2 separate regions of the Zea mays genome follow, and region 1 is linked to region 2. The links are chromatin contacts, called in public Hi-C maps. All regions are on one chromosome and are shown on one strand. Each heading gives the region's core, a stretch centred on a gene start, on an enhancer-like site or on the middle of the called end of the contact. The rest is flanking DNA. Distances are from core to core; before and after follow the strand shown. Region 1 holds the start of LOC100383502. Region 2 holds the start of LOC100277728 (PLATZ transcription factor).

What was found. Hi-C and Micro-C count contacts between places; a contact is called where the count stands out from the background.
Region 1: a Hi-C map of endosperm shows a contact between it and region 2, with 2.5 times the contacts expected there. The contact joins the promoter of LOC100383502 here to the promoter of LOC100277728 in region 2. A contact is called at or near these places in 12 of 25 Hi-C or Micro-C datasets (bundle sheath, ear, endosperm and 4 more) and 1 of 3 datasets of contacts at active chromatin or transcription factors (leaf).

What each region holds. Positions count from the first base shown.
Region 1 is chr10:138,536,057-138,541,311 of Zm-B73-REFERENCE-NAM-5.0, reverse strand. It overlaps LOC100383502, which reads left to right and starts at 3,987. Exons shown (of 2, transcript NM_001176150.1): 1 at 3,987-4,758; 2 at 4,852-5,255. The coding sequence starts at 4,114.
Region 2 is chr10:138,321,746-138,327,221 of Zm-B73-REFERENCE-NAM-5.0, reverse strand. LOC100277728 (PLATZ transcription factor) reads left to right here and starts at 3,893. Exons shown (of 4, transcript NM_001151221.2): 1 at 3,893-4,059; 2 at 4,205-4,405; 3 at 4,768-4,983; 4 at 5,104-5,476. The coding sequence starts at 4,003. The coding sequence ends at 5,391.

The DNA of each region.
Region 1 (5,255 bases), core at 2,738-5,237, 210 kb before region 2:
CGCCTCCTCGCCCGACCCTGCCCTTAGCCTCAAGAGAAGTCTCCACCTCGCCCGACCTTGGGCTCGGACCGACCGCGCCAACAGGGGATACATCATTACCCTATCCCTAGCCAGCTCAGGCTACAAGGAACAAGACCGACGTCCCATCTGGCTTACCCCGGCGACGGGTAATGATGGTGCCCCGCGTGCAACCATGACGCTGGTGGCTCTCAGCCCCTTACGGCAGCAAGGAGACGTCAGCAGGATCCCTGCCACACTGCCAGCTGTGCTCCTACAGGGCTCAGGCGCTTCTCCGACGGCCACGCTATCACGTGTACAGGGCTCAAGCTTTTCCCCGACAACCACGTTGGCATGTACACAAGGCTTAGGCATTTCTCTGCCGGACACGTTAGCGCATAGCTACACCCCCCCATTGTACGTCTGTATCCTCTCCTTGCGTCTATAAAAGGGAGGTCCAGGGCCATCCTAGAGGGGGGTTCGCGCGAGGGAAGGAGTGGACGAACAGGCTCTCTCTCTCCCTCTCGCGACGTGCTTGTAACCCCTACTACGAGCGGCACCCCTGGTGCAGGATAATACAAGGCTTGTCCCACCTCTTGTGTTCCATCCCGCGCCAACCCATCTGGGCAGGGGCACGCAACGACAATCTCACTCGTCGGTCCAAGGACCCCCCGGGTCCGAAACACCGACACTTTGACATTAAATTCATTTATTATAGGTATTTTTATGTGGAGGGTCCATTAAGACTGTCAAGTGTCACTTAGTCACCCAATCAATATCAATATCATCAAATATGGTTGGGTACCGTTGCAATGCACGAGTATTAGACTAGTAAGTTATTAAGTTAAACTACTCCCTCTATCCCATATTATTATTCGTGCTCCTAATTTTTATGTCTATATTTAAATAGAAGATAATGAATCTAGACACATATAAAACTCATACATCAAGTATTATATAAATTTATTAAAAATCTAAAATAAATTTTAATATGAGACAGATGGAGTACTATATAAGTTCTGAGTAGAGGAGGTAATGGATCACAATTCAAATGTTTCTCCACAGTTTGTTTAAGCCCTTAAATAATTTTAGTTAAAAAATGAATAGAAATAGAGTTTAATCCTAATTCGACCCGATCCTTAAATATATAGTGTATTAAAATTTAGAGCTTATTACCACCTCTAGTTCTGAGAAGTAGAAAACTATCTCTGCCAATTATGGAATATGTGCGCACATAACTTATAAGAATGTTAATGGTCTTACAGTAAAAGACCATTACCAATAGTCTATATATACAAAGGGCCTAGTGTGTTTGAGATGATTACTTTTTTCTCTCTCTAGTGTTGCGAACAATTAAAATATCATCGTTGTTTCTCTCGCTGTGCGTGGTGCTAGAACACCGACATTACGATGTTTCACCCTGCATGTGTGGATACCATAGAGATGTTGTTATTGTTGCTGCGGTGTTGGCCAACAGCAAACTTGAAGAAGTCGAGTGAAAGTGTTGTGTGCTGTTGTTGCTGGCACGTGAGGACGCTCGACTACTTCCACTACATCGACGTGTTCTTCTTTCGCTGTGTTGTACATCTAGCGATAACGATCCATAATTGAAAGTTCCCTTTGTGGGGAAAACATATCTGAATACACCTAGAGGGGTGAATAGGCGAATAAAAATCTAACCTAAAGCTCCATAACACCGAATAGTGTGGGCCCACCAACCCTATCGGCTGCGATAGAGTAAGAGCTCAATGCAACGGAAAGAGTCCAGTAACAAGTAACAACGAATCTCCAATCATGGAGAAGATATTAAACAAGCTTTATAAAACTAGCCAAAGAATGTCTGAACATAATTGTTTGAGCAATTCAATAAGTTGTTAGATTGATCTACTGTTTATATGAATGGTAAAATTAGATGGGAAAGAATAGATGAAAGAAGTAGATGGCGAAGAGAAGTAGAAGTGTATCATTTTATTTTATTTTTATTTTTAAAGTTTTTTCATTGTATTTATTTTTAGGAACTATATTTTTATTTAATTATGTATTTGGATGAAACTTTATTTTGAAGTATTATGGTATTATGGTACTGAAGTATAATGAACTATAAAAAATATAATTGATTTCTAACATTATAGACAAGTATTATGGTACTGAAGTATAAAACGGTAGTAAAAATTATACATTCAAGGACTGAAGATGATTAGATAGAAAATAATGTATAACCAAGCATCAACAATAAATATAATGAACTATAAATAAATCAGCTAATAAACATCAAATTTAAATAAACCATGTGCCATAATTAAGCAACACACCTTTTGATTTCTAACATTATAGACACACGAGGCTGCAAAAATCAAACTGCATGGTTAGGATTGTGCTTAGATTTATAAAAATAATGTCTAATTACATAGTTGCACAAGAAATAATTATAAAATCTGCTCGGAAACTATATTTACATAGTTGATTGGACGAGGTTGCGATCACGATGAACAGGAGTACTACAGTTTGTGGACTTCTAGAGTAAATAGAGATTATATAGCTAGGGCTTCATTTGTTTTGGGCTAGACCAAGTGATCAAGTTTATATTTTTTTGTCCAAGTTTATACTAGGTATTTTATGCCCATTGATTAACGAGTATGGGTGATGGCAGAATGTTTAATACTCGTTTAGTCAGTGGATGAAGGTTTTTGTCTAATAACAGACCAAAAGATAGAATATTTAGGCTATATGAATACTATAATGGAGTTAATAACTATCTAATCAGGATAACCATTGCCATCTATTAGGGATGAAAACGGTCGGTAAACACTAAAACCATTACCGTTTTCATATTTTTTATCGGAAACAAAATCGAAAACGGTAACTCCAGAAACGGAAACGATATCGGTATTTCGGAACATCGGAAACGAAAGTTTGGTGCGGAAAATACACCAGTAACGGTCGAAATCTAAAATACGATCGGTAAACATATCAAACTTCACAATACAATAAAGTTGACAAAAGATCACAAAGACCACAAATTCATAATTCATGATATAACAAGTTCACAAGGATCACAAATTTATAATATAAAAAGTTTACAAAGATCACAAGTTCACAATATAACAAGTTCACAGTATAACAAGTTCATAAAGATCACAAGTTCATAGACTCAAAGTTCATAATTCACAATATACACTCGATCTAGCTGACATGTCATGCTTACTTATAAAATATTTTTTCTCACAAAGTTTTTTCACAGCCTCAGAGGAAAACCCTAAAATCTAGTGTGTGGAAAAGACAGGCTGCCGGCTCTCTATCATTATATATTACTAATACATAACATGTGTATAGAAAATGGTGGATTCGTACGATAGACCAAATCGTTAATCCCAATTGCCTCCCAACACCAATATATCCCAAAAAAAATTAAGACGTCCAAAAAATAAAAAAAATAAGTAATCCTTATCTAGAGACGTACAGGCGATGCGAAAAATCACATGCTGAAAAATTATGAAAAATCTAAGGCACAATTTCGAAAAATTCCGAGACACAATTTCGAAAAATTTCGAGACACAAATACGGTATTTTCCGACAAAAACCTGTAACCCAAAGAAACGATCGATAAAACACTACGCCGATTCGGATAGAAAATTTTAAAACCAATTCTATTTTCAAAAAATAGAATTATCGATGAATTCGATCCAAAATTTTGAAACCGTTTTAATCCTTAGTTGCCTACCATCTATATAGCGCCGGGGATATTGATCAGACACTTCCACCGTCCGTCCGCCGATTCCGAGGACAGCCAGCCGCGGGTGGTCCCCCACAGTGACCCCTCCATTACTCCCCTGCCCCGCCGCGACCCGGCCTCAAAAGACGACAACCGCTACCCGTGCCCGGCTGCCCCCGCGCGGCGAGAATCCCCACGCGCCCCGTCCCACCCCACAGTCCAATATGGCCGCTTCATCCAGATCCAGGCCGCTCTCCAAGCTCTCCCCTTCCCACCTCGTCCCCCTCGACCTCTCCACATCCTGGTGCTGCACGCCCCACGGTCTCGGCGGCCACGCCCCACACTCCTCGTCCTCGTCCTCCTCCTCGCACCCCTCCTCCCCGGCCCGCGCCGCCGCCCATCACATGGACCCGCCGCCCACCAGCTCTACCGTGGCCTCCTCCTACGCCACTCCGCCCCAGCCTTCCTACGCGCCCTCCTACCCTACCAGCTACACCAAGTTCAACTCCGCGCTCAACGCGGGGTTGCTCAATCCCATGTCCCCGCCGCCGCTGCCACTTGACAAGACGCGCTCCAGCCCCACACTCTTCGACATGATGGCCAACGAGCAGGACTACCACCCCCGCACCGCCGCCGGCATCCACTCCATCCCCGCCCCGCCCCAGCCGCACCAGCTCCCGCCCGCGCGCTCCATGGACAGGCAGATGCTGCTCCAGGACCGCATCGCCGACCTCATCGGCAGCTGTAGCCCCGGGAACCAGTTCAACGACGCCGACTCCTCCGACGTCCGCCTCACCCTCAGCTCCAAGGACGGCCTCTCCGTCACGCTCTGCGTTCACCGCCACATACTCGTCGCGCACAGCAGGTTCTTCGCCGCCAAACTGTCCGACCGCTGGTCCAAGCAGCAGCGAACGCTGCCGCACATCGTCGAGATCTCCGACTGCGACGACGTCGAGGTGTACGCCGAGACGCTGCGGCTCATGTACTGCAAGGATCTCCGCCGGAGGCTGATGCGGGAGGATGTGAACAAGGTCCTTGGCATCCTGAAGGTATCGCGGCCTTCTACCGTCTCATGTATGCCGATTCTGCGGAACGATTTCCCATTTTTTGCACACTAATTTATTTATCTGTTCCTTCTCCAGGTGTCCGCAGCCATTGTATTCGATGCCGGGGTGTTGTCTTGCTTGGAGTACTTGGAGGCTGCGCCTTGGGCTGAGGACGATGATGAGAAGGTGGCTACATTGTTGACGCAGCTGCATCTTGAGAACTCCGGGGCTGGGGAGGTGCTTAAAAGGGTGTCACTGGAATTGGCCCCTTCGGCATTGGTTGAAGAGGCAGATGAAGGAGGCAGCTGCAACGGTGGCAATTCCAGTGGTGGTGAGGAGGTATTGCTGAGGCTCCTGCAAGTCGTTCTGGAAGGGAAGGACGAAAAGGCAAGGAGGGAGATGAAGGGGCTAGTGTCCAAAATGCTCAGGGAGAACAGCACATCCCGTGGTGGAGCAATTGGTGGCGACCTTCGCAAGGAATCGCTCTATTCTGCGTGCAA
Region 2 (5,476 bases), core at 2,644-5,143:
ATCCTACTAGTGCGGAAGAACAGGTCCGGCGTTTCGACTTTGCGTCGCACGAGCCCTGACGAGAGATTTGACATTACGAAACACGACGGATGCGTTTCGACGAAATAGAGGCTTAGACGAGGGTTTCTCCGTTATAAAAAGCTATGTATAGCCAACACTCTAAAATAAACATGCCAACTACATTAACAGGTTCAGAGCAGTATTAGTCTCGTTGAAACCGGGTTCCGTCCCCAGCGCTGTCGCCGTCAGTTCTCCATCGCTAGCCATCCCCGTCGCGTTCTCCTCCATCTCCGTCGCGTTCTCCTCCATACCCGTCGCGTTTTCCTTCGCGCGGCAGCCGGGCGCCGCTGCCTCCGACCAAGAGCCGCCCATTGAACAGGACGACAAGGCGGAGCGGCTCCCCCGTGGCGAGCCGCCACACACACACCGCCACGCGCTGCCGGACGGGGATGGCGGCGTGGAGCGCGGTGTCCTCCTTGGCCACGGTCGCGCCCAGCGCGTCGCACAGCATCGCGAAGGTGGCGCGCCCCATCCGAAAGGCGGACCGGAAGTTCGCCTTCGGGTAGTCGGCGCTGCTGCACTGCTCCCACCACGCGCGCGACCGGTCCATGACCCACAGTCGCCGCTGCTGGTGCGGGCTCTACCCGTGGCCGTTGACCACGGATGACAACGACGACCCCGCTCCTCCTCCTCCTCCTCCGCCCCCACCGGTCACCTCTTCCTCTTCATCGTCCCGTTCCGCCCGCTGGCGAGGCCAGCTCAGCTGGAAGAGGGGGAGCTCCGGGCGCAGGGCGTCGTTGACGTCCAGGGAGGTGAGCACGCTGGTGGCGGGCCTCCTCTTGCTGCTGGCCTGTTCATCGGCGGCTAGGGTTTGGTTGGGCGGAGACTCGGTTGGGCGTGGACGGCAGCAAGAGCGAGCAACAACCTCACGTATATGGTAACGGAAATATGACGGCGTGAGTTTGAGATCGTCGTTACCATTTTAGAGTGTTGGCTATGCCCAGGTTTTCTATAACGGAGAAACCCTCGCCTGAGTCTCTATTTCGTCAAAGCCGCATCCGTCGTGTTTCATAATGTCAAATCTCTCAGCCCTGACCGAAACAGTCGCGCAGCGCTGCATTAGCATGCGTACTCTAGGTCAAAATCGACAGAGACAATTCCAATCAGCTACAACTGCGCACATGTACAGGATGGGGTACATGTATACACGCACATGTGGAGCGGAGTGCCGATCGGGAGCGTGCACGTCGCCATACGTCAGCAGACTTTAACCATCATCAGGACAGATTCGAGACTCGGCAAGTCGTCTCTTCATCTATTGGACGCCAAGCACCCACCGGAACGAAGCAACGAACGAGCCCCGACGGCGTGCAAGCCAGCCAGCCAGCTCTGGAGGTGCGTCTCTGTTTGCCATGCCGAGAAGGCAAAGAAACCACCCCAGCCGCCGGCCGCGGGCGAGACACGGACGCGGTTAACTGATCCCCGGGCCACGCAAGGCCCGCCACCGCACCGTGCGCGCGGCGCCAGGACAGCCGTTCCTGCGGCAGGCAATGGCGCCATCAATGGCGTCACGGCCTCGCTCGCCAGAGCCATCGCTGCTTATTATCTGTCGCTCGCTGCTGGGTGGGTGCGGTCGGTCTCAGGAGGCAGCCACAGCCACCGCGAGAGCGAGCGAACCGTACCGGCGGTGGCCTCGGGTGCTCACTGCTCAGGCTTCTCACGCTTTTACTCAACCACGACGGCTACGGCTACGGCTACCTCCGGAGCTGGCCGCCGGCGAGAGCCCACTCCTGGAGGAAGGAACGGGAAAGGAAGGCCAGGCAGGCGCCCGATACCGATAGAATGGTTTCGTTGCAGCTCAGCGCTGGAGTAGTAACTGATTTGCTCGGCCGCATACTGACGTCGTTGCCCAACTACTACCCGGAAGCCACCGCCGCCATGAAACCAGCAGCAACGACACGGTAGACTCTGCGTGGATTGCTCAATCGAAATTGAGAAGGGCCCTCTAATTAAAAAAGAAGAAAGAGAGGAGGCGATGTAACGAATAAGTAAAAATAATTTCCTGTCGCCTCATCATTCCTCCGGCCGAATAATCGTTAATTGGTTAGCGTATCGCTATCAGCCAAGCGTATTATCGGGGTCGGGACCGGTTCCAGGCGCCGGTGATGCGATGCATATAACTGCAGCGCGAACAATAAATTACTGCTTGGCAATGGCAATGGCAAGGGGCTTTGCTGTGACCGCCGATCCTTATCAACGAGGCACATAATTCAACACCACCCCCAAATGCCAAATTGTATATTTGGCGCCATGGAAATGACGATGTCCGTCCGGCCAGGAAACCTGACGACGAGCAATGTGACAGCCAACTGCTAAAAATAAATAACTGAGGAAGCAAAGCAACCCGTGACCGTGAGATGAGGCGGGGCATAGCGTTTGCTTGCCAGCGGCCAAACTCGTCCAAGTCCAAGGGCGTTGCAAAGGGTGGTTGACCAAACACTACCGGAACCCGTACGTTGGATCGGGAAAAAAAAAGAGAGGAGGTAACCTACTTTGTGTTTCTTTTTAAAAAAACAAGGATCCGATCTTTTTTTCTGACCTTGCACACACACACACAAAAAAAAAAGCATCTCCACACCAACCGAACAAGTTCCCCAAACAGTGAGCTCCATTCCATCCGAGACAACACGCACACATCTGTGATAAAGAATGTAAAAGCGAGCATCTGATCCCCTCGCGCCCCATCCATCGGTTGTGATGCCCTCTCCCCTCGCGGGGTTGTTCGGTTTAGGTGAATTGAAAGGGATTAAATTCTTCATATTCAAATTTGTATAGCAGAAAATTTAATCTCCTCCAATTTACATCTATCCGTCCCTAATCAAATAAGTCATGTCTGGTCTCCTGGCCAGGCGAGTCTCCCTGGTGGGGCCGTGGTGATCTGCTTTGTTGGTGGCGTGACTGGAAATGCCGTGGCTAGTGGTAACTTTTTTTCCCAGCGGGGGAAAATCGTGGCTGGGTGCTTCGGCGGCACATCTGCACTAGCCGGCCCTGATGAACGGGGGGCGCCTCCCAGAGCAGGATTGGTGGAGCAAGTGACGAAGAAACCGCACAAAGCACCAGGTATTCAGACCAATTAACAAACACCACCGGCACCAACAAAGTCAGAGAAGGAGAACGTGTGTGCCGGCCTGCCGGGCCGGGCCGGGCCGGGTCCTCGCAGCCGGGTTTCAGGAACCACATGGAACCAGACTCGACGACGTCACTGCTGATGGCCGCGCGCCCTGGATTGACTGCTTGCTGCAGGAGCTCGGACGGAGGAAACTCCAGTCGACAGCAAGACTACTGGGGCGCGCACTCACTTCCACGGCCACTGGGTCTCGGACTCACCGTGAAGCCACAGCAATCTGATGGACATGGACTAGGTTAAACATCTCCTAAGCCTGAAACGTGACAGCTGACATGGGTGAGAGTGAAAACAAAATTAGTTTAGGCATAGGGGACACGACGCAGAACGGGGTGGCTCGAGGCCAAGCGGGCGGCGGACCCGAGCGGATAAGGACGAGCTCGGCCCTCAACTGTCGCTGTGGCGCATGACACAAACACAAAGCATCGTTTCCTGTTGGTAATTTACCACCACTAGCGCTAGCCTACCACTGGTATGTTTTTTGTTTTTGTTTTTTTTTGCATTGGATCGTAGAATTATAAACTTTATAATATGCCATAAAAGCTGAAGGTTGCAGTATTAGTTTAAATTATTCTATTTGTTAATTTAAAACGTTGTCGCAGGCTCGCAGCTGCTGTTGCTGTCTGCTTTCCCCTCCCCCGGTCTACAAAGACCTCGGCTTTCCTTTCCTACATGCTCTTCTTCCTTCCAAAGCCTTCGCATTTTCCTCTCGTCTTCCCCTTCCCCTTACTCCAAATTACCCCCTGCTATCTACATATCCTGTCCACACTCTCCCTCCCTGCGCTGGGCCTTGCAGTTTTTGGTTGTGTATCGGGGAAATGGCAATCGACGACGAATCGCCGATCAGAGTCAACAGCAGAGGCGGCGGCGCCATGGTAAGTAACCTAACTAACCTGGATAGCACGCCCTCTTTTGTACTCTCTTCTTGCCTTGTTTTTTCCCCCCTTCGGTGCCCTGTTTCTTTGCTCTCTGTTGGGCTGGCGCTAACATGGCGGCGCGGCGCCGGATCGAATGCGGCAGGGAGGAGGGGAGTGCGACGGGGCGGAGAACCAGCGGTGGCCGCCGTGGCTCAAGCCGCTGCTGGGGACGAGCTTCTTCGGCCAATGCAAGCTGCACGCGGACGCGCACAAGAGCGAGTGCAACATGTACTGCCTCGCCTGCATGAACGGCGCGCTCTGCTCCCAGTGCCTCGCCTACCACCGCGACCACCACGCCATCCAGGTGAGCTCACTACGCTGCACACCCCGGCCGGGGGGGAATAGGTGCCATTCATTGGCGTCGGAACGGAGCGGGCGGCGCCGCGGGCCCTTTCTTTGAATGAAACGGCAGCAGCTCTGGCGCCCCCTGCGTCCATCCAAAGACTCTTCTTGTTACCGGCCTCTGCTCCGCCGCGGAGACTTCCTGTTTAGTTGCATCCGAAGCTGCAACGGACAGTAGTGTCTCTCTACACGCGATAGTATTGGAGGGAGAGAAAAAAAGAGTCCAAAGATCAGGATAGCTGACTTTCTTGGACTGGCAGCAAATGTGCCCTGTTCCATCTGCATGCGTCTTCTCTCTGACGGCGATGCGTGGTCTGGTGCCAGATACGGAGGTCGTCCTACCACGACGTGATCCGGGTGTCGGAGATCCAGAAGGTGCTGGACATCTCCGGCGTGCAGACGTACATCATCAACAGCGCGCGCGTGGTGTTCCTGAACGAGCGCCCGCAGCAGAGGCCAGGCAAGGGCGTCACCAACACCTGCGAGGTCTGCCAGCGCAGCCTCCTCGACACCTTCCGCTTCTGCTCCCTCGGGTGCAAGGTACGCCCACGCCGCCGCCGCTAACCCAGTCCACATTCCCGGTTCGCACGTGTGGTTCGAAATAACAGCAACATAATAATGACCCCCTATCCCTGGATGCGCCGCGCCGGCGCCGCGCAGATCGTGGGGACCTCCGGTGACTTGCGCATCCGGAAGAAGCAGGCCGTTGTCAAGAAGCATCAGAAGAAGAAGAAGCAGCAGGCGCAGCAGCACAGGGGCGCCGCGTTGGACTCGGAGGACGACTCTTCGTCCACCAGCACCAGCCGCGGCAGCGACAGGAGCAGCGTGGTGCAGAGCTTCACCCCGTCGACCCCGCCGGCGACGGCCAACAGCTTCCGAACCGGGAAGCGGCGCAAGGGCGTGCCGCACCGGTCGCCGTTCGGCAGCCTCATGGTGGAGGAGTTCTAGTCAAAGGCGTGGTCCGAACCCGATGCCGGCCCACGCGGTTGCCCCCTCGCCAAAAGCAGCGGTACACCCCACTGTAGCATACGCA